Regions from separate parts of the Pan troglodytes genome. Here all the other regions are linked to region 4. The links are chromatin contacts, called in public Hi-C maps. All regions are on one chromosome and are shown on one strand. The core of a region is the stretch at or near the end of the contact, and the rest is flanking DNA. Distances in the headings are between cores, read along the strand shown. Region 1 overlaps LOC454852 (a long non-coding RNA gene). Region 2 overlaps LOC454852 (a long non-coding RNA gene). Region 3 has its middle 290 kb from the start of SOX9. Region 4 holds the start of SOX9 (SRY-box transcription factor 9).

Evidence for each region. Hi-C and Micro-C count contacts between places; a contact is called where the count stands out from the background.
Region 1: a Hi-C map of stem cell-derived neural progenitor cells shows a contact between it and region 4, with 15 times the contacts expected there. The contact joins the enhancer-like site here to the promoter of SOX9 in region 4. A contact is called at or near these places in 4 of 7 Hi-C or Micro-C datasets (blood, induced pluripotent stem cells, a lymphoblastoid cell line and 1 more), 1 of 1 datasets of contacts at active chromatin or transcription factors (stem cell-derived excitatory neurons) and 1 of 1 other capture datasets (stem cell-derived neural stem cells).
Region 2: a Hi-C map of stem cell-derived neural progenitor cells shows a contact between it and region 4, with 6 times the contacts expected there. The contact joins the enhancer-like site here to the promoter of SOX9 in region 4. A contact is called at or near these places in 1 of 7 Hi-C or Micro-C datasets (stem cell-derived neural progenitor cells) and 1 of 1 datasets of contacts at active chromatin or transcription factors (stem cell-derived excitatory neurons).
Region 3: a contact with region 4 is called in a Hi-C map of stem cell-derived neural progenitor cells, with 9 times the contacts expected there. The contact joins the enhancer-like site here to the promoter of SOX9 in region 4. A contact is called at or near these places in 1 of 7 Hi-C or Micro-C datasets (stem cell-derived neural progenitor cells) and 1 of 1 datasets of contacts at active chromatin or transcription factors (stem cell-derived excitatory neurons).

What each region holds. Positions count from the first base shown.
Region 1 is chr19:85,497,883-85,504,812 of NHGRI_mPanTro3-v2.0_pri, reverse strand. All of the region lies in intron 1 of LOC454852 (a long non-coding RNA gene), which reads left to right. Among named protein-coding and RNA genes, the nearest start is that of SOX9, 420 kb to the right of the region's middle. Within about 2 kb of position 4,067, at least 12 of the 24 cell types and tissues checked have an H3K27ac peak or open chromatin away from gene starts, as enhancers often do. A contact at or near this core is called in induced pluripotent stem cells, a lymphoblastoid cell line, stem cell-derived neural progenitor cells and 1 more, where this site is marked.
Region 2 is chr19:85,362,442-85,369,410 of NHGRI_mPanTro3-v2.0_pri, reverse strand. It overlaps LOC454852 (a long non-coding RNA gene), which reads left to right. Exons shown (of 3, transcript XR_010153373.1): 3 at 4,692-6,222. Among named protein-coding and RNA genes, the nearest start is that of SOX9, 290 kb to the right of the region's middle. Within about 2 kb of position 1,915, at least 5 of the 24 cell types and tissues checked have an H3K27ac peak or open chromatin away from gene starts, as enhancers often do. A contact at or near this core is called in stem cell-derived neural progenitor cells, where this site is marked.
Region 3 is chr19:84,786,505-84,793,667 of NHGRI_mPanTro3-v2.0_pri, reverse strand. No RefSeq gene overlaps it. Among named protein-coding and RNA genes, the nearest start is that of SOX9, 290 kb to the left of the region's middle. Within about 2 kb of position 2,862, at least 13 of the 24 cell types and tissues checked have an H3K27ac peak or open chromatin away from gene starts, as enhancers often do. A contact at or near this core is called in stem cell-derived excitatory neurons and stem cell-derived neural progenitor cells, where this site is marked.
Region 4 is chr19:85,077,294-85,084,312 of NHGRI_mPanTro3-v2.0_pri, reverse strand. It overlaps SOX9 (SRY-box transcription factor 9), which reads right to left and starts at 3,484. Exons shown (of 3, transcript NM_001009029.1): 1 at 3,054-3,484; 2 at 1,902-2,155; 3 at 487-1,331. The coding sequence starts at 3,484. The coding sequence ends at 487.

The DNA of each region.
Region 1 (6,930 bases), core at 2,818-5,317, 420 kb before region 4:
TCAAGCTACCAATGACTTTCTTCACAGAATTGGAAAAAACTACTTTAAAGTTCATATGGAACCAAAAAAGAGCCTGCATTGCCAAGTCAATCCTAAGCCAAAAGAACAAAGCTGGTGGCATCACACTACCTGACTTCAAACTATACTACAAGGCTACAGTAACCAAAACAGCATGGTACTGGTACCAAAACAGAGATATAGACCAATGGAACAGAACAGAGCCCTCAGAAATAACGCCGCATATCTACAACTATCTGATCTTTGACAAACCTGAGAAAAACAAGCAATGGGGAAAGGATTCCCTATTTAATAAATGGTGCTGGGAAAACTGGCTAGCCATATGTAGAAAGCTGAAACTGGATCCCTTCCTTACACCTTATACAAAAATCAATCCAAGATGGATTAAAGACTTAAACGTTCGACCTAAAACCATAAAAACTCTAGAAGAAAACCTAGGCATTACCATTGAGGACATAGGCATGGGCAAGGACTTCATGTCTAAAACACCAAAAGCAATGGCAACAAAAGCCAAAATTGACAAATGGGATCTAATTAAACTAAAGAGCAGAACCCACTCTTTCGACCACTGCACGTTACTGCTTTTCAAGATATCTGCACTCTCAAAGAGTGCACCACTTAGCCTGGGAGACAGGAAAATAAATACTAATATCGTAGGGTTCAAATAGTGCTGTGACTGGAGTACTCACAGGATGCACAGAGAATTGATCCTGAACCATAAGGGGACATCCTGGAGGGCTTCCAAGAGGAGGTGACATTTATCCTGGCCACTGAAAGTGGTTAGCAGAGAAACGGGTGAGTGTTCCAGGTGGTGGAACATCATGTGTACAGGGGACATGGAAGGGAGAGGGTGTCTAGTGCCATGTTTTGGGGAATGCAGGTAGTTTGGGATGTCTGAGCAAATCCTGCAGGGGGTTGTAGGGGAGATGAGGTGGGTACATGGGCAGGAGGGGTCTGATGACCCCAAGCTTTGTGGCATGGTTTGAACTTCATACCCATGGAAAGGGGAAGACATCACAAGGTTTTAAATGGAGAAACTGCATGATCTGAGATGTGTCTGAGGAGCTCACTCTTTTGGAGAGGAGGATGGGTTGGGGGCAGTGGGGAGGCGGGGCCAGGAGAGACACCCAGCATTTAAGAGGCTGTTCAGGGACCCAAGAGTGAGATCAGGAACTCCCGGACCGACGTGGGAGAGGAGGGTGGGGTCTGAGGGAGACTCTTGGGGGATGATGGATTCCAGGGCCATGTTTCCTGCAGGGGAGGCTGGATTCAGAATGAATCCTGGATGTCTGGATGCTGAATCTGAATTGCCAGTGGTGTCGTTCAGAAACTGGCAAAAAAGGGAGGAAGGCAGGCTTGATGGTGGTGGGAAGGGCACTCTCAGACAAGATGCGTTCCTCAGAGGGATCCTGGGTGATCTGATTCTACAGACAATGAAATATTAATCTGTTGCGCAGGACAGATTGATGGATTGGAGCTCAAGTCTGACAGGGACCCTCAGCAGGGATCCGGGATCCCTGCTTTGGGGCAGGCATCCTATTAAACATACTAAGCACAGGATCTCATTTAATCTTCTAAATAACTTCTGATGTACAACCCCAATTACACGGAAGAGAAAAATGGGCTCTGAGAGGATGACCTGTTTGCTGATGGTTACACGGCTGTTAACTGGGATTCTGGGATCAAACCTCGGGTCTGGCTGGCTGAGAGGCTACGCTCTTTCCTGTTCTGTGCTCACCTGCGGGTTTTAGGAGCAGTCCACAGAAGATCCACTGATGAGGAACACAGACAAAGTGGGGCTGGACGGTAGGAGAGAAGCCAGGGGATCGTGGTGTCCTGGATGCTGGGAGACAAGAGGCTTCCAGGAGTGCAAATGTCAGGGCTGCAAATTCCTCTTGGAGGGAAGCACTGAGAGCTCTCATTGTACCTGGCAGTTGGGCTGTCATTGAGTGACCTTGAGTCAGAGCAGTTTCTGGGGCAGGGTGGGCGTGGAAGTCAATTGCAGAAGCCAGAGAAATGGCTGTGAGGGGCAATGCGGAGGAGTGTTTCCAGAAAGCCAGCTCCTGGGCAGGGGGCTGTCTAAAGAGCAGGGGTGGATCTACTCTGGAGATGAGGCAGAGCCCCTCCCCTACACAGCCCTCCCTGACTGGCCTCAACTGTGTATTTACAACTTCATATCTTAAAGAGGCTGCCTCTCCCTCTAGAAAACATGTATGTTTCAGGTCTCACAAAACCTGGATCCACCTACGGCTGGGGGTTTGGGGATGGATGGAAAGATGGGATCAAGGAGGGTAAGTGAAGGAGCTGGCTCTCAGGCTCTGACTCCAGGCCAGGCAACCTTGAGTGAGTTTTTGGACCTCTGGGTGCTTCCATTTCCTTTTCTGTAAAAAACAAACAAACAAACAAACAAACATCATAAAAAACTCATGTCCTAAGGTCGTGGTAAAGGTTAAAGAAGATAAAGTACAGAAGGAATTCGCACAGTGCTTTGCACAGAGCAAACGCTCTATGCTTTTCCTGTAATTTCCTGTTATAGTGTTCATATTAATATGCATATTCCTGATTGGTGCTCTGAGAACTTTTCCGTTGCTGTGTTGGGTTCCTCCAGTGGTTTGTGGATGGAGATCATGGGGTGTGTTAGTCCATTTGCATTGCTATAAAGGACTATCTGAGCCTGGGTAGTTTGTAATGAAAAGAGGTTTATTTGGCTCAGGGTTCAGCAGGCTGTACAGGAAGCATGGCCCTGGCATCTGCTTGGCTTCTGGTGAGGCCCCAGGAAGCTTCCAATCATGGCAGAAGGTAAACGGGAACCAGCATGTTACATGGCAAGAGGGAAAGCAAGAGATGGGGGAAGGTACCAGGCCCTTTTAAACAATCACATCTCACATGAACTCTTCTTTCTTTCTTTTTTTTTTTTTTTTGAGATGGAGTCTTGCTCTGTCACCCAGGCTAGAGTGCAGCGGCACAATCTTGGCTCACTGCAACCTCTACCTCCCAAGTTCAACCAGTTCTCCTGCCTCAAGCCTCTCGAGTAGCTGGGACTACAGGTGCGTGCCACCACGCCCAACTAATTTTTTTGTATTTTTAATAGAGATGGGGTTTCACCATGTTGGCCAGGCTGGTTTCGAACTTCTGACCTCCAGGGATCCACCTGACGTGGCCTCCCAAAGTACTGGGATTACAGGTGTGAGCCACCATGCCCAGCTCACATGAACTGTTCTAGTGAGAACTCACTCATTACTGTGAAGATAGCACCAAACCATTCATGAGGAATCCACCCCCATGATCCGAACACCTCCCACTAGGCCCACCTCCAACACCGGAGATCACATTTCAGTATGAGATTTGGAGGGAACAAACAGCCAAACCATATCACGTGCTCTCTTCTTGAGTCACCCCATAATTTGTACCCAAAGACCAGGGGGCATATGGGATCACGTGCTGTTTCCAGGAGAGATGTGTTGTAGGTTTGTGGGCCTTGAAGGGCTGTGGGCAGTGATCCCGCCCAGATTCTCTAGACACATGTTCCAATGGTGTCCGCTCAGAGACATGGACCCCAGATCTGCGCCATCCCCTGCAGGATGCCCCAGAGCAGCGAGATGCCCCCTTTGCTCTGGCGCCACTCTCTGAGAACCAAACCTTTTAAACTTTGAGCAAGTTGCTGGAGGAGAGAATGGGCCTGGAACTGCAAAAGTAACCTCTCTCCCAAAGGAGCAGACAGGATTCCCAAACATCCTCTGGGGCAGCCCTGGGTGGTGGAGTGCGCCTGGACAGCTGGTGTCCGTCTGCAGGCTCCTGCCTCAGGCCCTGGAGTGGCAGCTTGGCAGGTCCAGACCCTTCCCCGGGGACAGTTGCGGCTGGGAACCCTGGACCTCTTCCCTGGGCCTGAGCCGCTTCCCCGTGCGGCCGTTCGCCGAGTGGCCACTTGATGGCGCTGTGGCTCCACCGGGCGCGGGCGCGGGCGGAGCGGCGCGTCTGCTTCCAGCCGCCGGGCCGGTGCTGCCGCGGTCACCCCCGGCGCCTGGCTGTGCCCGGCGCGTCCGCCCTCCCGGCGCGCGGCTGGTGGGGTGCAGCCCTCGCGGCCAGTTCTGCCCGAAGCACAAAGCCACTGCTCAGAGCCAGCGCCTCCTGCTTGCAGCTCCCCAGTGAAAGAAGTTTGGGTCCTTGGGGGTGTTTTTCTCCCTGGCCTGGATGGTCCTGCAGAGGCCCCTTGCCACCTAATGACTTTATTCTTCTTAAAACATGTTTCTTTCTTTCTTTGCTTCTTGTTTTTGTTTTGATTTGTTTATTGGCCTGTACTCCGTTTCTGCCGTCTTACCAATAGCTCCTGACCAAGCCCGGGGCCTGCTAGAGAACTGTAGTTTAATTTAACCTCCACCGGCCAGGCTGGTCTGTTTCCTCTTTTCAAGCTTCCCTGCGGTTCTAACTTTGCTCCAAAAGATTCCTCTTGGAGCTTTTGCTTGGGAGAGAAAGGTGTTTGAACGCAGAGTTCAAGCGAGCTGGCCAAAATGGAATGCAAAAGAAGAAAATTTAAAAGAGAAAAGAAGGAGGCTTCTCAGAAATGAACTTTTCATCTGATTCCAAACATTCTGCAGTGCAGTTTTGTAAAAATACCAGAAAACACAAAGAAGGAAATAAAACACATCCATGATTTTGCGTCTAGAAATGGCTTTTGTATTTTAATATGTCTTTCCACGATTTATTGTCATTGCACAGATATACGTTCCCTTTCATCCCCCCGATTGGGTCAGTTTACTCAGTTTAGCTGGGTCGCCTGCTTTTTCATTGAACGCACTGGGAGCGTTTTTCCTTGGCAAGCTGGTTTCTGCAAGTTTCCCTCAAGGTTTCCTCAAACTCTTGAAGTTTTGCATGCGGGTCACTCCCAGGCAGGTTGCTGTGTGAGATAGCCTCACTGAAGCTGGGATTTGGACGTTTGGAAGAGGATGATTGAATTGTAGCTTCCAGGGAGGACAGAATTGTGAGCTCTTTTTGGAAGACCAGAGTTACCCATATTTGTTTGGCAAAGCGAGCAGCCCCACTTCAAGTCAGCGGTTCTCAAAGAGCCTGAGCAGGGTGCTGAATTCAGGCCTCTGAGCTTTGAGCGCCCCTCCCAGAACCCCTAGGCATCTGAATGTAGGTCGGAGGCTTCCCAGGCTGCCCGAAGTCTGGGGACTGAGAGGCAGGGCTCAGGGGTCACTGAATCAGGCCCTTCCTTGTCCCTCTGGAGGACCCCGGGATAAATGCAAAAGGCGTGTGTGTCTGTGTGTGTGTGTGTGTGTGTGTGTCTGTGTGTGGTGGGGGGATTCGGAGGTGGAGAAGGCAGATCAGGCCGCTTCTCTAGGTCTGTCCTCCCTTTGGGACAGGAGCAGTGTGGCTGCCAGAGCTGACCGCCTTCCTGCAGCTCTGAGCGTGCCGAGCCTAGCAAGCTTGTGCTTCCACCTAGAGCTGCAAAGGGCAGCGGGCAGAAACCGGGCTGGGGCTGGCATTAGCTTTCCCTCCTCCCAGTTTCTCTCCAGCGCAGCAGGGCACCTCTAGCCCGGAAAAAGAAAACTTTCTTTCTCTTATTTCTGTTTTCTGCTGCTGCTAATCTCCTCCTGAAGGGTTGTGTGGCTTCTTGGGACTCTGGAAAGAAACTGCAGGGGACGAGGACAAAGGAAACAGCTACTGTAGTCACTGCAGCTATGCAGGCTCTGTGCTAGCCCAGGAAAGGCCTGGACATTCAGGTCTGCTGTGCCGGGGGTGGGCCCCAGAACAGAGCGGTGGGCCCATCGCTCTGCAGCCACAGCTGCCGGGGCTCAAACCTTGGCTCTGCCCTTACCTGGCTTTGTGATCTTGGGGGATGCACAGGACACTCTGTGCCTCAGTTTTCTTATCTGTAAAATGGTGCAAATACCTACCAAGTCATAGGGTTGATGTAAAGTCTAGTTGAGATAATGCAGGGTAATTTCTTTTTTTTCTTAAGCTTAAATTTTGGATCCATTTTGTGTTGATTTTTGTATATTGGGTGGTAATTTCTTAGAAGCTAGAAAGTTATTAAATGCTGCTTATGAGCCAAATACTGTGCCAAGGGCTCTGTCCAGATCATTCCAGTTAATCCACCCAAGACCCCAACAGCACAGGTGTTGCTATATTTTTGTGGTGAGGAACTGAGACCCAGGGAAGTCATTGTACTTTGCCCAAAGTCACCCCGATGTCAAGCGTTAGAGCAAGAATTTGAACCCCAGAGCTTAACTCGTAATCATTTTGCTAACTGGCTGTCTCTCCAGGCCCCCATCACCCTTTCCATCACCCTCCCCTGCCCCATGGGCATCCTATCAAATGGCAGTTCCCCCCTCGCTTGCCTCAGCATCTCCAATTTAGAGCTTCATGGATCTCTTCCTGTTGAAGTCATGGGATGGATTTCCCATCTCAGAAACTGCACAAGAAACAACCTTGAAGTTTTGAACAAAGGATATTCAAGGAGTATTCAAGCATGAATCTTCATAATTGTGGTCATGAGACATGAGAAAAAAGGTGTCTACTACGTCTTGTCTCTACTCATAAAGAACATTGGCCGGGTGCGGTGGCTCACGCCTGTAATCCCAGCACTGTGAGAGGGCAAGGTGGGCGGATCACCTGAGGTCAGAAGTTCAAGACCAGCCTGGCCAACGTGACAAAACCCCATCTCTATAAAAATACAAAAATTAGCTGGGTGTGGTGGCAGGTGCCTGTAATCCCAGCTACTTGGGAGGCGAAGGCAGGAGAATTGCTTGAACCCGGGAGGCGGAGGTTGCAGTGAGCTGAGATCACACTACTGCACTCCAGCCTGGGGTACAAAGGGAGGCTCTGTTAAAAAAAAAAAAAAGAAAGAAAAAAAGAGCATTCCTTTGAAGGATGTATGTTTTGCGGGTGCTTGTGTGTGCACGTATGTGT
Region 2 (6,969 bases), core at 666-3,165, 290 kb before region 4:
GTCAGCAAATGGTTTAATTTAATATTCCACTTCGAAGCCAGGGCCACTTCTTGCCTTAGATGCTCTCACAGACCTGCTCTTTTCTTGCTGAGGCTGCAGGGTGTTGGTTTGAGCTTTCCAAGCCAAATTCCAGCTCCCACCCCTTTTGCCCAGCTCCCCTTCACTGTTACCAATATCTCTCCTGTGATACTCTCTTCAAAAGGCTCTCGGAAAATACACTGTATTGACAAGATTAGTTTCTTATTGCTGGTGTGATAAATGACCACAAACTCAGTGGTCAGAATTGAATTGGAGAACACCCAGCAGGTGTCCGCAGCTCCGTGTCGGGGGGATAATCCCCACAGATTTGGTCACCAACATCTTCTGTGTTGATTGTTGTGGGGTGAGAGCAGAGGAAGAGCATGGTTGGAGAGAGTTTTCCCTGCACAGTCACGATGAGGGCTCAGAGGGACTGACAAGGAAGAAGATGGTTCTCCAGCTTGAAGAACTCAGAGAAACACGTTTAGTGGTTTATTCTAAAGGCTGTTACGAAGGCTACAGGTGAAGAGATGCATAGGGTGAGGTGTGGGGGAAGGGGTGTGGAGCTTCCATGCCCTTCCTGGATGCTCCACCCTCTAGGAACCTCCATGTGCTCAGCTATCTGGAAGCTCCCCAGAGAACCCTGTCCTCTTGGGGTTTTATGGAAGCTTCATGACATCAGTATTCCTTCCCCAAGGGTATAGGGCGGGTCCCACTCTGGGGAGGGTCTCAAGACCTATAGTCAGAAAGGTGGGGAAGATTAGTCCTGCCTTGGGGAAGAGTAGTGGCTTAAAACAACACAAATTCATTCTTTCACAGTTCTGGAGACCAGCTTCACTGAGCAAAAGTCCAGGCATTTGCGGGGCTTCCTTTTGGAAGTTCTAGGGGAGAATCTGTTTTCTTTGACCCCTTCCTTGAATCCTTCCAACCTCTTGCTTCCATTATCACACTGCCTACTACCTCTCTGGGATCAGATCTCCCTCTGCCTCTCTCTTATAAAGACACTTGTGATCACAGTTAGGGCCTACCTGGATAGTCCAGGCCAACTTCTCAAGATCCTTAATCACATCTGCACAGGCCTTTTTGCCATATGAGGTAGGATTCACAGCTTGCAGGGATCAGGATGTGGATATCTTTGGGGGCTACTATTCAGCCCCCAACAGGAGCCCTCTTGCTACTGTTCTTCCATTTCTTGTCCCCATCTTGTTTTTCCAAACACAGAATGTACATAGATTTCACTTCTGTCTGGGTTTTTTTTAAAAAGGCCAGAAACATGGTCTACAGGGCAAGGCGATGTGTTGGGAGGGTTTGTCTAATCAACTCCCAGTGGCCATAGCAACAGACATGAAAATATTCAAGTGGAAAGGGACTGGGGGTGGAGGGGAGGGTATGGAAGGATCCTGCCCTAGAGGGGCCTGTGTCACCTCAGTCAGGTGACTTAACCTGTGGAGTGATGTACGATGCAGAAGCATAATCAGTAGCTATGGTAGTTCCGTAGTGAGCTTTGCAAACCTTCCCTGTAATTCTAGGGGATCAGATCTCTAGATGCCTTCTAATTCCTGCTCCTCCTATGGTCTTTCTCTAGGCTAATAGAGGTGTGTCTTTAGTGCAATACAAATGCCATATCTAGAAGAGTTTGATTTGTGGGAAGGAGGGAGAGTTAGGATCTGCTTATGGCCTAACCTCATTTTCCTCCCTTGTGTGGATTCCCTCATCCCCCCACACACCCCTTGGCTGGGCCAGCCCGGCTGGGATGAGAGTCTGGGGTGTTGTATGTTTTGCTTTTTATTTTATTTTGCAAATGCCTCACAGCATTCCCCTCTGTGTTTAATGTCCCACTGCCAAGTGCATGCAGTTGCCCGGCAACAAGAAGGAAGTCCCTGGGTGATTCACCCGGCTGTTGCCAATTAATTTGCGAGCTGCATGCATCTCCCAGGGGAAAAGGGCTCTCTCCGAGACAGCTCAGAGGGCCGCTAACCAGGTGGAGAAACGAAACCAGAGGAAGGTCAGCAGAACTTTGGGTTTGTGTGGGGTGTTTTCAGGTCCAAATGAAAGGGTGTGTCCAGAGGGCCCTGGCAACACCTGTGGCAAAGACTCCTGGCTTCCTTCTTGGCCACCAATCAGAGAGCTGCCCGGAGCACACAAGCACTTCTGTGTCTGCACATTGGTTGCCTTTTTGATTTTTCATCCTTTTATTTTTTAGTTGACTCTAAAATGCAGACTCTCCTGTCCCAGTTCATCTGCAGAGAAATGTCTTGAACCATTTTTCTGCTTGTCAGTCCCTCTGGGCTCTCATTATGACTGTGTAGGGAAAACTCTCTCCAACCATGCTTTTCCTCTGCCCTCACACTACAACAATCAACACGGAAGACACTGGTGACCGAATGTGTGCAGGTTTCTCCCTGACACCAATTCAACTCTGATACCATCTACCTGGAGATAGCATCAGATCCCATGGGTTGAGGACTCAGTACCCAAGACTGCCCCCTCCTCCCCAGACACCAGTGGCCAGTCCGGGCCTCTGGAACTTCTCACCGACCAGCTTTAAGTTGGGGTTCCCATGACTCCCCTCTTTGGGTTCAATTAATTTGCTGGAGCAGCTCACAGAACTCAGGGAAACACATTTAGTGGTTTATTCTAAAGGCTGTTACAAAGGATACAGGTGAAGAGATGCATAGGGTGAGGTGTGGGGGAAGGGGCACTGGGCTTCCCTGTCCTCCCTGGATGCTCCACCCTCCAGGAACTTCCATGTGCCCAGCTATCTGGAAGCTCCCTGAAGAACCCTGACTTCTTGGGGTTTCATGGAAGCTTCATGACGTCAGCATTCCTTCCCCAAGGTATAGGCCAGATTCCTCTCTGGGGAGGGTCTCATGAGTCAGAAAGGTGGGGAAGATTAGAGTCCTGTCTTGGAGCAGGTGTAAGGAGGGCAGGAGAGGGATTCTGTTTCCTGAGGCCCAACATTATAGCAAAAGACTGTAACAAGGGCTGTGGGAGTTATGAGCTAGGAACTTAGGACGAAAACCCGTGTGTGTGTGTGTGTGTGTGTGTGTGTGTCTATAAAATAACACCACAGTGTCATTATCTCATCTCTGGCCACTGGTGCCCTTCTCTCTGGGTTTCCTGGCCACTGCACACATCCCCACCAAGGCCTCAGCTAGAGCCCTCATGAAGGAGAGTTCCTTTGCACCAGGTTGAGTGGGGCCCCCAGGTCTTTTGAGGGACAGAAGGGGGCCTGTTGGTTTCCAAATGCCCCCAGAATCCATCGTGCATTTCCCTCAAGGCCTTGCTGTCCTCTGGCCCCATACTTGCCTAAGGAAACCTTTGATCCATGTTATGCCTCCATTATGGCCTGTGAGGGTGGGGTTTGCCTGTCTGGCTGATTCCTGTATCCACAGCATCTAATCCAATATGGTACTTGTGAATGCATGGATTTGTGGTTGCCCAGGTATTCCTTGTGGGTTGATAGTGATTGCTAGAATCAGAGACCCAGAGGGCAGCCTCTTTGGTAAGGCCTATGTTATCTGTATCTGTGAATAGGCCTGATATGGTTTGGCTTTGTGTCCCCACCCAAATCTCATCTTGAATTGTAATCCCCATAATCCCCAGGCGTGGAGGGAGGAATCTGGTGGGAGGTGATTGGATCATGGGGGTGGGTTCCCCCATGCTGTTCTCATGATAGTGAGTGAGTTCTTATAAGATCTGATGATTTTACAAGTGTCTGGCCTTTCCCCTGCTTGCTCTTCTCTCTCCTACCGCCATGTGAGAAAGGTCCTTGCCTCCTCTTTGCCTTCCGTCACGATTGTAAGTTTCCTGAGGCCTCCCCAGCCATGTAGAACTGAGAGTCAATTAAACCTCTCTCCTTTGCAAATTACCCAGTCTCAGGTATTTCTTTATAGTGGTGTGAAAACAGACTAATACAAGGCCCCTGACTTGCACTGCTAAGACTCATCAGTTTTAAAATAGGGCACTCTCCTGAAGGCATTTGGTGCTATTCAATATATTTGTTACTCAGTAATGGAAGGTAATGTTGGGGGGTGAACATCAAGGAAAGTATCGTGAGTCCAACTCCATCTTAATTTATTTGCTATCAGAATTAGGGAAAAATAAATATATTTAATGGTGTCTTACCATTTCCTCTGAGCTATCCACTCTGAGTAAGTTCCTAATTTATTGTTAAGGGTGTTTCAGAAGCAGAGAGAAGTTCCTAGTAAATCCTAAACATTAGGATTAGGGACCAGAGCCCTGCTGTTCTGTAGCAAGAACACCGGCACCCTCTGTGCCTCGGCTTTCCACTATAAAGTGGGTGATCTACCACCCCCATGCTCCCTGCCCCATAAATCACAGAAATAATAGTGACTGGCTGAAAAACAGAATTTTCCACTTCCTCTGGACTGGCTGCGCTCAGTGGCATTTAAAAAAATCAGCTCTGGATTTCGTAGTGGGATTTGTGTAGGAGGGTTCCTGGTGATGATTCAGTGGATGGATAGTTCCTTGAGAGGTATAAATAGGCATTCCCCCACACCCACCCCCGACACTTAACTAAAATACTGCTTTTTGAAGTATATGTTCTGTTCAACAGCTAAAGCATTATAAATCAAAGACTGCAATGTGATGCTAGCCCCTGAAAGGGCAGAAGCTAGAATCTTATTCTCATGCTGTTTTTTGGTCTACAGGATGGGAAGGACTGATCCACATTCCTACCAGGAAGTTTAACGGAACCCCCGCGTGCCACCTGGACCCCCTGGAAGGACCTGGCTAAGGCTGGACCACCTCTTGAGAGGCAGGAGCTCCGGATTTGATCAAGAATTCTTTGCTGAGCATGGTGCCTCATGCCTATAATCCCAACACTTTGGGAGGCCAATGTGGGAGGATCTCTTGAGCCCAGGAGTTCAAGACTAGCCTGGGCAACACAGAGAGACCCCATCTCTAAAAAAATAATAATAATAAAATAAAAAATTAGCAGGGCATGGTGGCATGTGCCTGTAGTCCCAGCTACCCAGGAGGCTGAGGCAAGAGGATGGCTGGAGCCTGGGATGTTGAGGCTGCAATGAACTGTGATTACCCCACTGCACTCCAGCCTGGGCAAAAGAGCGAGAGACCCTGTCTCAAATAATAATAATACTAATCATCATCATCATCATCATCATCATCATCTTATTTTGGAGAATAAAGAGACCTCTGGATTTGAGGTGCCATTTGGGTAGAAAGAAAAGACCTTTACACCGAGAAATAGTCTGTGTTGACCTGAAGGAGCAGAGGAATGCATCGCTGGAGGTGACCTACAGTTGAAGAAGACTCATTATGACAGACCTTGTCCTTCTTCCTTGTGGAAAGTGTTTCCTCTGCTGCTACTGCTCATGAGACTCTTCCCCCTCCCTGTCCCAGGGAACCAAAGGGCTTTCTACCACACCCTTTCTTGCCCCCCGCCTCCCATGTCTGCTGTGCCTTTGTACTCAGCAATTCTTGTTTGCTCCATTATCTTCCAGCCGGATACAGAGTGAATAGTTAACCACACTTAGGTCAAATAGGATCTAAATTTTTGTTCCTGCTCCGTGTAAAGAGGCCAGTGTTTGTGTGTTGCAAGCAGCCTTGGAATAGTAACTCTTCTCATTTGTTTGGGATCTGGCCACCAAGTTCCAGAATGATACACGGATCAGTGCAGAAGTTCATCAGGCTCTCGGACCTTAGGGCTGTTGGAGAAGGCTTCAGCAGCAGAACTGATGGTGAAGGCTCGTGTTCTCCATCCTCAACTTTCTTTGCTTGGATCATACACAAGAATACATTTGGAAGGGCAAAAAATGAACACTGTTGTTCATTGCAGCCGTGTTTTGTGACACAGATGCACAGTCTGCTGTGAAGACCTTCTCTCAAGTGGCAGTTGGGAGTCCATGCCAGATCATGGTGCTTCATGAGAGGCTAACAGCTATCAGGGGTTGTGGCACTTAGTGAGGACTCTCCTCCCCCAGTGTGTGCTGATGACACACACACACCTGACAATAGCTTGAGTCTTCTCTGTTCCTTTTACTCTGTAGCCACCATACACATGATTTAAAACCCTTTCTAAATATCTATCATGGTTCATCCTTGTCCAAATGCAGAGTCAGAGCTATTTGTACTTCATTATTATTTCCAAGGCAAATAGATGGCTTTCTTTTTGCAAAAATAATTAAAGTTTTTTGTATGTTGCAGTTGCTATGCTTGTATGACCATTTAGTGAATTTGGTGTCTTCTAAATAGAACAGTGGAGTCCTTGTGGACATGTCAGATTCATCACAAAATGATTGAGGAGAACCTCTTGGAGATGTTTAGAGCTATTGAAATTTACAGATTGTTGATGGGTTTTCACCTTTTCCTTCCTTTCTTGACACACAGTTACAGGCATTGTATTCCTTGGATTCCTACAGGTGTCAAGGAACAGAGATCCACTTACGTTAACTTCATAAATCCTGGTTTATTCAAAAGTCATAGTGATAGTAAGGTAGACAGGAAATAGTCCCAGCCACTGCCTAGCTAAGCCTTTTCAAAAAGCCCAAGGTCATTCAGCAGATGCAGAAGCACTAGTTGGTTTTCAAAGATAACAAAAGCAATACCATCATGGTCATTTTGATCCTCTGTTCAGCAGCAGGGTTCGCTCTCCTGACTTTAGAATTCTGCCATCGTGATGAGCTGAAGGTAACCAATGGTCCCAGTTTGCCCAGGACTAAAGGGTTTCTTGGGATGAAGGACATTCAGTGCTAAACCTGGGACAGTCCTGGGAAAACTGGGAAAACTGGTCACCCTCCTGGGTGACTCAACGACCATGCCTCTACTTTGTTACTTACTATTAACTGACTGATGCTGTTGACTGGTTTAGCCAATCTGCATTCAGAGCTTTTGCGTCTGGTTACTTCATTGGCCCTCAGGCAGCCACAGATGGATGCTATTGGATCAGGCACCAATGCTGACCAAATC
Region 3 (7,163 bases), core at 1,613-4,112, 290 kb after region 4:
TCCGTACTTCTTTAGCACCCCCACCCGCCTTGGAAACATCCAGGAGAGGTGCTTATGTGGCTGAATAGCTTGGCTGGGCAGTAGGGTTCCAGCTGTCAGAGCAGAGAGTGCCCCCAGCCCACTGCCTCTTTGCAAACCATTCCCCTTTGCAGCAGCTCCACCAGGCGGCTCTAAGCCCGGGGAGGAAGGAGGAGCGGAGTGCTACTGTCCCTTTGCTGTTCTCTTGATGGGAAAGTTAACGATTTAATTGTGTCTATGTGGGATACATAATGAATGAGTCTGAATAATTCAAGACAGGATGTTAGTGAAGAGGATGCAGCCAACACCTGGGCTGCACAAAGATTTCTTTGGCTGCCTCAGGGGGAGGGGGTGTGCAGTCTTCATTTTACCAGACTGTGTTCCCCGCTGCGAACAGTCTAAACTACAGGGACATTCTCTTTCTCTTTTGAGAAGATAACTATGGCTGTTTGGATGTGTGTGTGTGTGAGAGAGAGTGCGTGTGTGCATATATGCATGTGTATGTTTGTGCATATATGTGTGTATGTGTGCATCATGTACATGCAGGTGTGTGTGTACATGCATATGTGTATGTGTGCCTGTGTGTGTGTGTCCTTGCCAAGAAAAAAAGTCAGATGACCAGTCTGGCACCTTTAAAAAGATGCTGGTCTTTATCCCTTTACTCAACCTCAGACTTGGCCCTGAGAAAAGTATCAAGCAAGCTGAATTCTCTTCTAAAGTTTTATAATAATGATAATAAAATGGACCCCTACCAAGTTCAAAGAGGCTTTTCATCTGGCTACTGTGACTGGGATCTTTGCTGAGGGGAGAATGGGAATCTGCTGAAATTCCGCTGCTTTGGGAGAAGACAGGAACAGCAAGATCAAGCACCTGGCTCACCTGAAATAACCCCAGAACTGAAATTATTTAATGACAGTGTCCTGGCTCTTTGTGGTTGAGGTGTTATATTTTAAGTAAGGGGCTGTATGTAGATTTTATAGCTTCTGAGAGTTCTATTATTTTGTTTTTCTTCTGTTAAATCTCAGAAAATAACAAGAGGAAGAATTCGTCTTCATGAATTGCAGAATTGTCAGTTCTGCAGACAATTATCAAAAATTTTATAGGAACACCTTGGGAGATGTCGAAGTGTTTATTTCAACAGCCCAAAGAAGAGAACCACAATATGGACACTCTCTGTCTCCACAAATCCCCCGATGCATGTTTTATTCAACCTTCCAATTTTTAGACAAAGATTCTTGTTAGCCTCATGAAAGACCTGGATACTGGGGGAAAGATGGTATCATATTTTCAATTATGATCAACTCACCTAATCTGACGGAAGTGGTAAGAAGGAAGCTGGTGTGTATGCTGATTGTGATTTCGAGAATAAACTCCTACTTCTAAACCACTTACAAAAGTATTTGCTTATAGGAAATGCTGTGTCTGGGTGAGGTACTAGTGGCAGTAATACCTACTGCACTGTGACAAGTATTTAATGGAATTTAGAAGTAAGGTTGAGCTAAGGATGCTCCCAATGTGGCAGGATTCACAGCAAAGTATACAAAGGAAAGACTATGAGTGGAAAGTGACTTGTTAGAATGTGAGCAGAGATGTGTCCAGAGCCTCTTCCACCTGCTCATGGGAAACCCTTAAAAGATCCTCTAAAGTCTCTCCAGTGGCTCTGTCCAAATGGAAAGAAGAGAAGGAATAAGGTAGAGTAGGAAAAGGAGTTCTTCATGCTTGGGAACGTGAAGAACATTCTCCTAAAGTAATGTTCTTATTTCTATTAATCAGCTGTGCATTGCTCAGGTGATTTCTGAGATGAGATGCATCAGAATCCGTGCATATCTTTTGTGGTTCCAGATAACAGCCTACTTCACTAAAAAAAATCTTCCAGAATCATTAAGAGCATTAATTTTTAAAACTATAGCAGGACTATGGACATCTTGTGCTTTTAGAGAATGAACACACAACACATTTTCTGGTATATCAGAGCTTACAGCTTCTATCAATTAAGAAAGTATGGCTCCACTCAATGAGCTATAAAGTGATAGCACAAGAAGGACTTTAGGAATCATTGAGCTCCCTTATCCCTTTGGACAGATGAGCAAACTGAGACCCAAACAGGAGAGGAGAGGACAAAGTCTTACCCTGGTCGCCTACTGAATTTGTGGCAGGGTCAAACAACATTCATCCCAGATTCTCAACTGACATTTCCTTATACTGTCTTCATTTTGACCATTAGCTTGTCAACTTAAAGGATTCAATTAATTCAAACAGGATCTTGTAATTAAAAAAAATAGAAAATACAAAATACAAAATCAGACTAACTTTCCATGAGTCACTTTTCCAAAATGTTTTGTATCAATGTGTAACAAACGAGGCAAATATATGAGTTGTAGCAGGACCACAGCCAAGATTCCCAAAGTGGTGGTGGTGGGGGGGGGGTGTATTTGGGAACCCCTGATACAGAAGAATCGGTTGCAGAGTCTCTTTTAGTAAATCGTTGTTTATAAGTTCCCTCTTAAAGAGAATGAAAAATTAAGACTTCATGCAAACCACAGAACAAAAGTTGAGACTTCCAGTGAAGCAAGAAAGCAGGGACTTTTAAAAAATGAGAGTGGGGGTGGGAGGAAGGAAAGGGATTCTTAATGGTATATTGTTTTCTGAGCTCTACCAATTAGCAAACATCTCTTATAAAAGGAAGAAAGAGGGAAGGAATTTCATGCACTGAAATAGCCCCAGTCAGCTGCAAACGCTCCAGGCTTCTGCAACAAGGCTTTCATCCCCCCTCCCTAACTCTGGCCATTACATCAGTCCAAGTGCATCCTGGGGCTATTGTCATGCTGATGAGACAGCCCCTGAGACTGGATTCTCCCACTGCCCGGGGAGACATTCCCACCGCAGACTGGCTCTGGGGCTCATTCAAGCTGTGCTGAATTGCCCTGGAGAATAAAAGATGCAGCCTTAATTAACCACTGCGCTCAGCTCCCAATCACAGCTTGATTGTTTTGCTGGCTGCACTCCCTGCTAAAGAGGAAATGCCAGGGCTCCTGATGCAGACCCAGCGCTGGGAAGTAGGGCTCTCCTTAGGGAGCTGGAGTTGGGTTATGTCTTGTTTTGAAAATAAAATATCTTAGAGTATTATATCGCTGTATCACTGATGTCCTGTTTTGCAGAGAGAAACAAACCTCAGTGTCTATTATTTCCCAGCCCTGCTCCTGGGATCCACCCTCATACATCTCCCACTAAGGGTCTTTCTTGCATTTTATAACTCTGGCAGAGATCTCCAGTTTATTCTCAGCACTGTATTTCATTTTCATACTGGAGAAAAGAAAAGACCCTGATCAATACTGGGGAATCAATACTGGGAAAAAGAAAAGACCCTGATTTTAAACAATATATATTGATACATACATGCATATCTGTATATGCATGCTTACATGTATATACATTTTTCTAATATATAATTTATACATATATATTTAGGGACTTGGGGCTTGATCTCTTTTTTGTTACTTTCTTTGCAACCTCTTCACCAAGAGGTTGGGTGAAATCAATAATGGTCACGTCTTTTTACTCTGTGACACTTCACCTTTGCTCCTCCCTAAAATCATAGCCATTGGCTTGATTTCTTACAGTTGAGCTCTGTTCCCTCTAATTACCGTAGAAAAAAAGGGTGTTCTTAATGGTGTATCAGAAAAAATTGAATACAGAAGTTTTAAAGATGCTGCAGCTGGTGGGGCTTATGATCTCTGAGTTCTGGATGCTGGTGACTGCGAAGACAGACAGTGGGGATCAGAAGAGGCCTCCCCATTCTCCCTGGGAGCCCAGGAAGAGTGTTGCTGGATTAAGCAGGTGGGCAACTATGGGAAGAGTCAGCCAGGCTTTGAGCAGCACTTGAGATGCTACCAGGAAGGAAGGAAAGTTGGAGTTGATTTAATTCCCCCCTCCACCCCACTTCCACTAATTTGACTCTCAAGTAAAATGACAGAGAGATTTTGAGGGCTGGAAATGAGAGATTGTATTTTTCTGGAAATGAATTCTTATGAGCACGATTTTAACAATCAGGTGCAATTTTTAGGAGATAGAGATCATGATGTGTTTTTACCATTTACCATCATTCTAGAGGAATTGGTCTGCAAGGCCAGTGTCAAGAAGGTAATTGTTCCCCTTTGCCTATTCTGGACACTGTAGGATATGCTGCTGTCCAGTGCGTGATCCCACGTTCCCATTCAGCCTGCAAGACTTCCCATGGTTATGGTCGAATAAGGGAAATCCTAGTATATTCCCAGTTCAGGCCTTCTTTTTAAGTAAAATAACAAAGCATTTAATAAATGATTCAGCATAAAATAATTTTCAGTACAATGAATCACTATATATTTTTAAATGATATGCAATTAGACCAAGACCTTAGAAGTCCTGCGTTCAGCTAGGTATCTGATATGGTTTGGCTTTGTGTTCCCACCCACATCTCATTTCGAATTGTAATTCCCACGTGTTGAGAGAGGGCCCTGTAATCCCCACCTGTGGAGAGAGGGAGGTGATTGGATCAGGGGGCGTTTTCCCCATGCTGTTCTCGTGATAGTGAGTGAGTTCTCACAAGATCTGATGGCTTTATAAGTATTTGGAAGTTCCTCCTTCATTCGTCTCCCTCCTGCAACCTTGTGAAGAAGGTGCCTGCTTCGCCTTCCGCCATGATTGTAAGTTTCCTGAGGCCTCCCCAGGCATGCGGAACCGTGAGTCAATTAAACCTCTTTCTTTTATAAATTACCCAGTCTCAGGGAAGTCCTTTATAGCAGTGTGAAAATGAATTAATACAGTATCTTAGTCATTAACCCTGACCTAATGAAACTTGACATTCCTGTAGCTTGAGTAAAGTATGTGATTCCCCTCACCAAAAATCATAACCCAAATCGAAAGTTTTTTTCTGAGCTTAATACTTTAACAATTGTACCAGGCATTCATACATGTGGAATTTATATCCATATTTCGAATGACAGAGACTTACCCACCTGTCACATTTAATAAAAAAATTAGCATGTTTTATCAAGCCATAGGATTTGAAACCACACAGCCTGTCTTCTGATTATAGCCCAGTCTCTTATGAACTGCAATTCCCTGAGCAGGCATTATTGCGATTCCAAAATTTCTTATCTCTAAATTGGGCATCGTATCATTTACCTTGCGGTGGGGGGGGGGGGGGAATTGTTGTAAGGACTAAATGGGATAAAAGATGAGAAAGTATCCTCTGAGAGTGGACAGGACATCACATAGGTGATCTGTAAGCTCTAGTTTCCTTCTCTACTCTCTCTCGTTTTTTTCTCATCGTCTGGAATTTCTAGAACGCTAATTGACTTCATTTTATTCTTCACTGCATTCATGAACAGAAGCAGAGACAGACAAAAGAATTCACAGAGCATATCTTTATTCTTTCCAGAACGTTCACCCTGTGATGCTGATGGTTTCCTGATTATCCAATCAAAAAGGAATGATGTTTATATCCCAAATTTGATCACAGAATTTTAGGGCTGCAGTGGAATTTAGGGAAATAGTCCAAGTCCTTCATTTCATAACCTTGCTTAGTTATTCTGTGGCAGAGGCAAAAAGAGAAACAGGGTCTTTTGATTCTCAGCCCAGAGCTTGGGCTGCTACCCCAGTTTACCTTAATACTTTCTTTCTTAAATTAGTTCCTCTGCTATTGACATTTTGCAGTTTAGTATTTCTCTGCAACAATTCAACATTGGATATGAAATATATTGGAGTAAAGTCAAGTCGATCAGAGGTACAGTTTGAAAACACACACACACCAACTAAAATAGAATTCAACATACTTAAAATAGCATCCTAATGTGATTTAACTACCAGGCAACATTGAATGAAAAGATAGCTCAATTGTCAGAAGCAGACATGCTGACACGGCTAGGATAATGGCTTTGAACTGTGCTTTTTGATCAGCAGAATTTTAAAAAGTGAAATGTGTAAGGGAGGAAAGACTACTTTTCTCACTCCTGGCTAGCTTTATGGTTGAGATCCCTATAGAGACCAATTAAGAAGAAAGAAAAAAATGTATACACATTGATTTAATAGGAGTCTTATGTGATATGGGAGCCTTCAGGAAGGAGGGAAAGCACAATTTGTCTCAAAGAGAGAAACAGGGAAACCTGTGTATTTTTACGCTGCTTGATGAAGAAGTGGATACTCCTGGAGAGATGATGGAAGGACAAAAGGGGGTGTGACCTACTGGTATTCAACTGAGGGGAACTTCAGCAAAGCCTGTTTGTTCAGATTCTTCTTAGTGTCTCTGTGTCTTTGTGAATAAGGATGCTCTTTTCCTGAGTACAGGGAGGATGCTTCTGAAATGAAGGTCTCATGACTTACTTTAGAAGAAGTCTGCTACGTTTTATGGCTTGCTTCAGGGAAGGGGTTAGGGGAAGATAAGAGTGACATTCCTGTGTCTGCTCTTTTCTGAAATGCCAAGGGGCCCTATTTGGGAACGCTGTCTCCTAGACTCCATCAAATGTTGCGTGGAACTCCAGTGTTCTGGAGCAGAGGGAAAAAAAGCCGCGGAGCAGAATTTCAATTTCTCTACTGTCCTATTGTTCTACCCTCATGTCCCAACTCTTAACTCATGAGGGACTTCTGAAAGAATGCTGGGCTTTATGTAGAAAGTTGTGGTGTCTTTCCAGCTACGATGCAGAAGATGGATTGTAGATCTCCCCTCACTGCCACCGGGGGTTTTATAAACATCTTCAAACAAGGCTGTGAATTTAGCCTTATTAAGCATGAGTCAGTCCCAAACTAAGCTATTTACATAATTAATAATACTCAATATTGATAGATTATGAAGATAGGGTAAATATCAGTTAAGTATCAGAAAATTCAGTATTCAGCAACAAGTTACTCAGTGTATTTAAAAGATGGTAAAACAGATATAGAAAGATATTTGTTAGATTTAAAACATCTGATGAAGCAATTGATTACACTTTCTGTTGACTTTCAGGTAAACTCCAGGAAATAAAGAAATCAGAGACATTTTGATATACTATTTGAATTAATTAAATTGAAACGATAGCATGGGAGTAGAGAGAGGCATCCTTCCAAATTAGAACCAGAGTTTAAGTAATCAAATAGATTCAATTTAGTTAATGAGTGACTTCCAATAT
Region 4 (7,019 bases), core at 2,235-4,734:
GTATAAATCCCCTCAAAATGGTAATGAATCATACACAGTACATACTAAAAATATTTAAAATAGAGAATATTCCTCACAGAGGACTTTTTTCTTTAATTACTGCTAAAAAAATAATTACAAAGTCCAAACAGGCAGATTTAGCACACTGATCACACGATTCTCCATCATCCTCCACGCTTGCTCTGAAGAGGGTTTAAAAAGTCCAGTTTCTCGTTGATTTCGCTGCTCCATTTAGCCAAGGTTGGCCTGGCCACTGATTGGCCACAAGTGGGTAATGCGCTTGGATAGGTCATGTTTGTGTCTTGGAAATTTGGGTACGAGTTGCCTTTAGCTTAAATGTCTTTAAGGAAGAAGAAGAAGAAAAAACAAAACAAAATAAAAAAACAAAAAAACACAAATGTCCAAAGGGAATTCTGGTTGGTCCTCTCTTTCTTCGGTTATTTTTAGGATCATCTCGGCCATCTTCGCCCTTCGTGGGAGGCCTCCTCAAGGTCGAGTGAGCTGTGTGTAGACGGGTTGTTCCCAGTGCTGGGGGCTGTGGGTCTGCGGGATGGAAGGGACCCCAGAGGTGTCGGCGATGGGGGTGTACATGGGGCGCTGAGCGGGGTTCATGTAGGTGAAGGTGGAGTAGAGGCCGGTGCCCTGGCCTGCCGCGTGGCTGTAGTAGGAGCTGGAGTTCTGGTGGTCGGTGTAGTCGTACTGTGAGCGGGTGATGGGCGGGTAGGAGGGGCTGTAGTGTGGGAGGTTGAAGGGGCTGTAGGCGATCTGTTGGGGCGAGTGCTGCTGCTGCTCGCTGTAGTGGCTGGGGCTCAGCTGCTCCGTCTTGATGTGCGTTCGCTGGGACTGGCCCGGCTCGCTGCTCAGCGTGGTCAGCGTGTGCGCCTGTGGCTGCTGCGGGGGTGCCGCCGGCTGCTGTGGGGGCGCCGCCTGCGGCTGCGGGGGCGCCTGCGGGGCCGGCGGGGCCTGTGGGGGCTGCTGCGGGGGTGGCGGCGGCGCCTGCTGCTTGGACATCCACACGTGGCCCGCGCTCGCCGGGGTGGCCGCGGTGCTGCTGATGCCGTAGCTGCCTGTGTAGGTGACCTGGCCGTGCGTGGCCGGCACCCCCGGGTGGCCGTTGGGCGGCAGGTACTGGTCAAACTCGTTGACGTCGAAGGTCTCGATGTTGGAGATGACGTCGCTGCTCAGCTCGCCGATGTCCACGTCGCGGAAGTCGATAGGGGGCTGTCTGCCCCCCTCTGGCAAGGGGCGCCCCTCTCGCTTCAGGTCAGCCTTTCCCGGCTGCACGTCGGTTTTGGGGGTGGTGGGTGGGGTCGGTGGGCCCTGGGATTGCCCTGTGGACAATAAAAGAACAAGCACGAGAAAATCAACAAGGGCTGTGCAGACGTCCTAGTCTTAGGCACCCTCCGGGGACCCTCCCTCGCTGCTAAAGTGTAATAAGGATCCGCACCCGCGCAAGAGGCGCGCTGCACCGGAGATAAGTCGCCCAATGATTAACCCGCCGGTACACACTGGACAGCCCCCTTTTATCAGGGGAGGGTCTGGGGCCCGGAGGGTCCGGAAGACCTAATTGCTACTTGTGTAAGAGCCCTGTGTGTGCTTTTGGGGTGGGGGAGCAGAGAAGAAGGGAGAGGTCTTGTAAGGCTGTTAAGGGCATTTTACCTCCCAATAAAAAAGTTAATCTCTTCGGATTCTGGGATTGAGTTGGGGTGTGTGTGTTTGTGTGTGTGTTGTTTGGATGCCTCTTAGGCTCTGGGTAGAGAGGGGAGCGGGACGGGCGCAAAGGGCAGTGTGTCCCTCCCGGGAAGCATAAAGTCCCCACGAAGAATCTCCCAGGCGGAGGGCAGGGGGTGTGCCAGGCGGGACGGAGATGGCTTGTCCGGCGGGGTCGAGGGGCGACTCACCCGAGTGCTCGCCGGGGGAGTGCACCTCGCTCATGCCGGAGGAGGAGTGTGGCGAGTCGGCCTGCAGCGCCTTGAAGATGGCGTTGGGGGAGATGTGCGTCTGCTCCGTGGCCTCCTCTGCCTCCGCCTGCCCGTTCTTCACCGACTTCCTCCGCCGCGGCTGGTACTTGTAATCCGGGTGGTCCTTCTTGTGCTGCACGCGCAGCCGCTCCGCCTCCTCCACGAAGGGCCGCTTCTCGCTCTCGTTCAGAAGTCTGCTCGGGGCGGGGCGGGGGGCACAGAGAAAAAGAGGGAGAGGGGTCAGTGAAATCCGCCAAACTGTCAGGTCGGCGGGGAGGAGGCGGCGACCCAGACCACTCGGCTTCCTCTGCACACAACTCCATCTTCCCTCCTGCCTGCAACCACAGCTCATAACTTTTCTTAAAAATAAATAAATAAGTTATTGCAGTCTGACCTGAGCGGTCACTCCCCGCCCCCTCCCTCCCCTCCCCTTCTATTTCTATTTTGGAAACGCTGGAGATGAAAACGACTCCCGGTGCTGCCCCCTAAACGCCTTTGCTGCTCGACTTACCGCCCCCAACCCCAACCCCCTTTGAAAACTTTCCCCCAAATTACTTAAGCCGCAAGAAGGTCCCCAATTCTCACCCCCCACCATATACTCCCACCTATTTCCAGTAGCCTCCCTCCTCCCGCCTCCCAGTTCCTGCCAAGGGTCTCCTCCAACCTCGGTTTCTCCCTTGCCCCATCTCCGTGGGTGTAGTGGGGCCGCACGAGAGTGTGCAGTTTTAAGAGGCCGGGTAGGAAGGAGGGAGGCAAATTTCACTTCCCCGCCCCGATTGAGCTTCCAGGCGACTGGAGAGCAGGCTGGCAGCCCCCTCCTTCGGTCTCCCACCAGTCTTCGTCCATCCTCCAGCTACCTCCCTCACCTCTTCCACTTACCACCCCCCTCCTCCGCGTCCCCGCGAGCAGCCCAAGAACTTTGTCAAACTCTGAGCCACAGTTACACCCCATTCCCACTCCCACCCCCATCCCGCCGGCTCCCGGAACGGCAACTCCCGGGCGATGGGAGGCGGGGCGGGGCAAATCAGCCCTGACCAGCGCCCCCAGCCGCCGCGATGCCCACCCTGCCGCGCCGCCCCCGCCGGGTCCTACCTCCAGAGCTTGCCCAGCGTCTTGCTGAGCTCGGCGTTGTGCAAGTGCGGGTACTGGTCCGCGAGCTTCCTGCGCGCCGCCTGCGCCCACACCATGAAGGCGTTCATGGGCCGCTTGACGTGCGGCTTGTTCTTGCTGGAGCCGTTGACGCGCACCGGCATGGGCACCAGCGTCCAGTCGTAGCCTTTGAGCACCTGGCTGACCGCCTCGCGGATGCACACGGGGAACTTGTCCTCCTCGCTCTCTTTCTTCAGGTCGGGCTCGCCCTTGGGGAACGTGTTCTCCTGGGGCCGCGTGTTCTCGGTGTCCGAGCCGGAGCCCGACGGGCAGGGCGAGCCCGCGGAGTCCTCGGACATGGTGGGGCTGGGGGCGCCGGACAGGCCCTTCTCCTGCTCGTCGGTCATCTTCATGAAGGGGTCCAGGAGATTCATACGCGGGCCCGGGGCAGGGGGCTGGTGGCCGGGAAAGGCGAGAAGCCGCGGCTGCTCGGGGACTCGAGGCGCGGGCTCCTCTCCCCTCGGCTGCCCGGATGCGGAGCAAGCGGCTCCCGGGGAAGCTGGCGCGTCGGCCGGCTACCGCGGCGAGCACTTAGGAAGGCGCGGGGTGGCCAGTTCACAGCTGCCCGCTCCAAGTGGGGGGAGGCGAATTGGAGAGGAGGAGGAGGGGAAAAAAAGAGCAAAAGTGGGGGCGCTTGCACCCCTTCTCTTCTCCTCCTGCAAAGAAAAGTTTCCGGGGTTGAAACTGGCGAGTCTCCGCGCCACTGAAGTTTCCAGTCAGTTTCGAGCTCCGCTTTCGGCTCTCCAACTCCCAACCCAGGGTCTCTTTAATAAATACTCCGCCTCACCTTAGAGCCACCCGCCAATCACAGCACAGCAGTCCCAGGGTTGGCAGGCAGCTGATTGGACCCGATTTTGGGGAGGGAGGAGGATTGTGGCACTGGGCTGGGTGACGAGACGGGAGGGGAGGAGAGGGGAGGGGATCGCAGCCAAAGGGCGGACGGTAGGGTGGGGGGGGGGCGGGGGGTGCTGCGGGGAAGGCGGGGGACCCGGGACTTCCAAGTGTGTAAGTTTGTCGTACTCTCGGAATGCCAGAATTTTAGTGCCTTCTCCGCGCGAATCTTGTGTGTGTGTGTGTGTGTGCGCGCAAGTGTGTGTGTCTAGACTAGGATCTACCCCCACCTCCGACATTTCTTTTCACTGCTCTCTCCGCGGCACCGGGGACTTAGCTGGAGTTTGCAGTATTCGAAAAGCAGCCGCTTCTTAATGCGTAGCCGAGTTTACGCGCCTGGAGCGAGCCTGCCTGCCTGCAAAAGTGCTTAGAAATAGTCTTTTGAAGCAAATGTTTTGGTGACTCAACGCCCGCTGTTCCTCCGTAATAATCCATATAAATAGATTAACATGCTCGGGTTCGCCGGGGCTGGTGTGGCTGGTCAGGATTCTGCTGCGCTTTTGCAAAGGGAGTCAATGGAAAGCAAAGCTAAGTCCCCGCGAAGGTTGGCAGCGGCGGCCGTGGCCACGCAGGAGCCCGGCGCTCTCGAGGCCGCCCCGCGCCACATCGACCTTGAGCTCTGACAAGTCATTCTCCAGTCCCCTCTACCCGCGACCCTGCCGACGCTCCTCAGTAACAGGGCTACTGCTCTGACGTTTTGGTCTTTGCCTCCTGGCCGGGTCAAAAACGTCAGCCGAGTCGCCCTGTCTGGGGAGAGTTTGCTAACTGCTCTGGCTTTGAGAGATAGAAGTTTGCCAATGCGGCTGTCCCGGGCCGCGAGGCCCAGGCCGGTCACTTGGTTTGTAAAAGACCAAACAAATGGGCACCACCGCAGACAAAACGCTCCACTCTGGCGGAGTCGTGCTGCTTGCCTGCTTTTGCTGGCATTTACTAAACACCTGAAGGGGTGAAGCGCCGGTGCTTCTGACTCTAGTCCGGTCGGTTCAGACCTGCATGTAGTTGGGAGTTCTGGGGGAGGCATTGGTGGTGTCTCTCATGTATTTCAAGTGTGATTTGAGCACAACCGTTGTGTTTACACGAAATGCTTAGAGCCAGGTTGAGTAAGTGCGGAGCTATCTGCTCTGGGACAGAAGAAAAGTCTTGGTCGCTTGCGGGTTCTGTGCTTTCAGAATCCCAAATAAACGCACGGCATTGGGAAACTCTTAATTTTAAACTCCCCCCCCACCCTTTTGGGCTCTTGCAAAAATTCGCCTCAATTAAATTATTGTTGTGGTGAATCGGCCCACATCATAATAAAAACTAGCTTTTTTTCCCCTTTCTAATTTGCGAAGTGAGGACACTATCACAAGATCCAAATCAATGTCCTTCCGGGAGAATTTCTTAAAATCTTGTTTTCTCTCGTTGTCTTCAGAAGAAGCCCGACATTTCTTATAGGAAATGGAACTCTTCATAAGGTAGTAAGTTACAGCCTTGTTCAACAGCATTTTTTTTTTTTTAACGAATGTAACTTCTTTAAATGGGATGTTTCTGGTGCCCTATAGCTCGTTTACAAATTTAAGAGATTTGCATACAATAGCTTCGTATCCAGGGCTCTGTGATTACTTTCAGAAAGTGTAAGAACAGCATCGTCCTTTCCTAGGAGAAAAAAGTCCGCGTAGTGTGGACCTATTTCTGTGTCCCGGGTAGAAGGGCATTGTGTGTACAGTATAACTGTGTAATTCTCAGACACCTGATTCAGGAGACTCGGAGACCCTCGGGCAGACATTTTAGCCAGGTCGTCTGTACTTAGTTGTATTATATTGTAATTACCATGTTTGCTGGAATAAAGCCAGTGAAGAGGGCTATGACTTTAAGATATTTTGGAATATTTCACTAAATATATGTCAAGATATATACGTATATGTATAAATATACTTTTAATGCAATTATGCAATAAGATACTAATATGTAGAGTTTTACATCATAAACGACAGGGATTTATACATTTCCCGTTGATTTGATGCAAGCATTTTTGTATTTTACATCTTCCTGAAAACTTATGAACAGGCGACTTAAAAATGGACTGCAGTTTTCATCTGTATCCAGAGGGGGCGCCAAAAGCCCAGAAACTGTTTCCAACTCCGAGAACCAGGGAAAAGTTGGATGGTGGTGGCTGGGGGTGGTGTGTTCCAGTCAATCTGGACTGCTTTGCTGCTGAGATTTATATTTGCAGGAATTCCTACGCGATATTCCCTCCTGTGCGGATCCACCTCTGCGCAGCTCAGTGAGGGAACTTGTGTCTGTAGAGATCCGGGTGAAAAAAGAGCACTTGAGATGCCAGCCGTTTCTATTCTGCGCAGAATTTGGGGACTGAGGCCAGGAGAAGGCCCCTATCCCCCAGGTGCCAAGCGTTGCCACAGTCAGGCCAAGTCTAGCGCGTGGCATTGTCAGCTCGCGAGTGGATCGGTCCTGCATTTCTGCAGGGGCCTCCTGGTGTCCACTCCCCTTTCCCCATTCAGGGGCTCCATTCGCTTCGTTGTGTCTTTCTCAGGTCGCCCCGACCCCTCCTCCCTGACCAGGGAAGACGCGCGCAGTCCCCGACCAGAGGACCTCAGGCACAGGTAGAAGGAAAGGAACCCGCTCCTGATGTTCAGGTTACAGATCTGGAAACTAAGGCTGTTGACCCAGTGTTGGCTAGAGCATTTTGCCAGGGGCGAAACGAGCCAGGGTCCTCCATCTGATGCGGTGAGGGAGGGAAAGGGCGCAGGTCAAGAGGCAGGAGACGGAGGGCGCTTCTCCGTGTTCGGGACGTGCTTTCGGATACCCGCTCTTGAGCAAGCGCCGCGAGGTCTGCCGCCGGGAGCGGAGACACAGAGGTGCGAGTGGCTCCCCAGGGAAGCCCTCGGGAAACCGAGGTCTGGGATCTCCCCCTTTCCCCCTCTTGCACGTCCCGGACCGGCGCCGGGCTCAATTTCCCCAGCGGGGGCCGCCAATCTCTCCTCCGCGTCTACGCGGGAGCTGAGACCGGAGCCCAGAGTT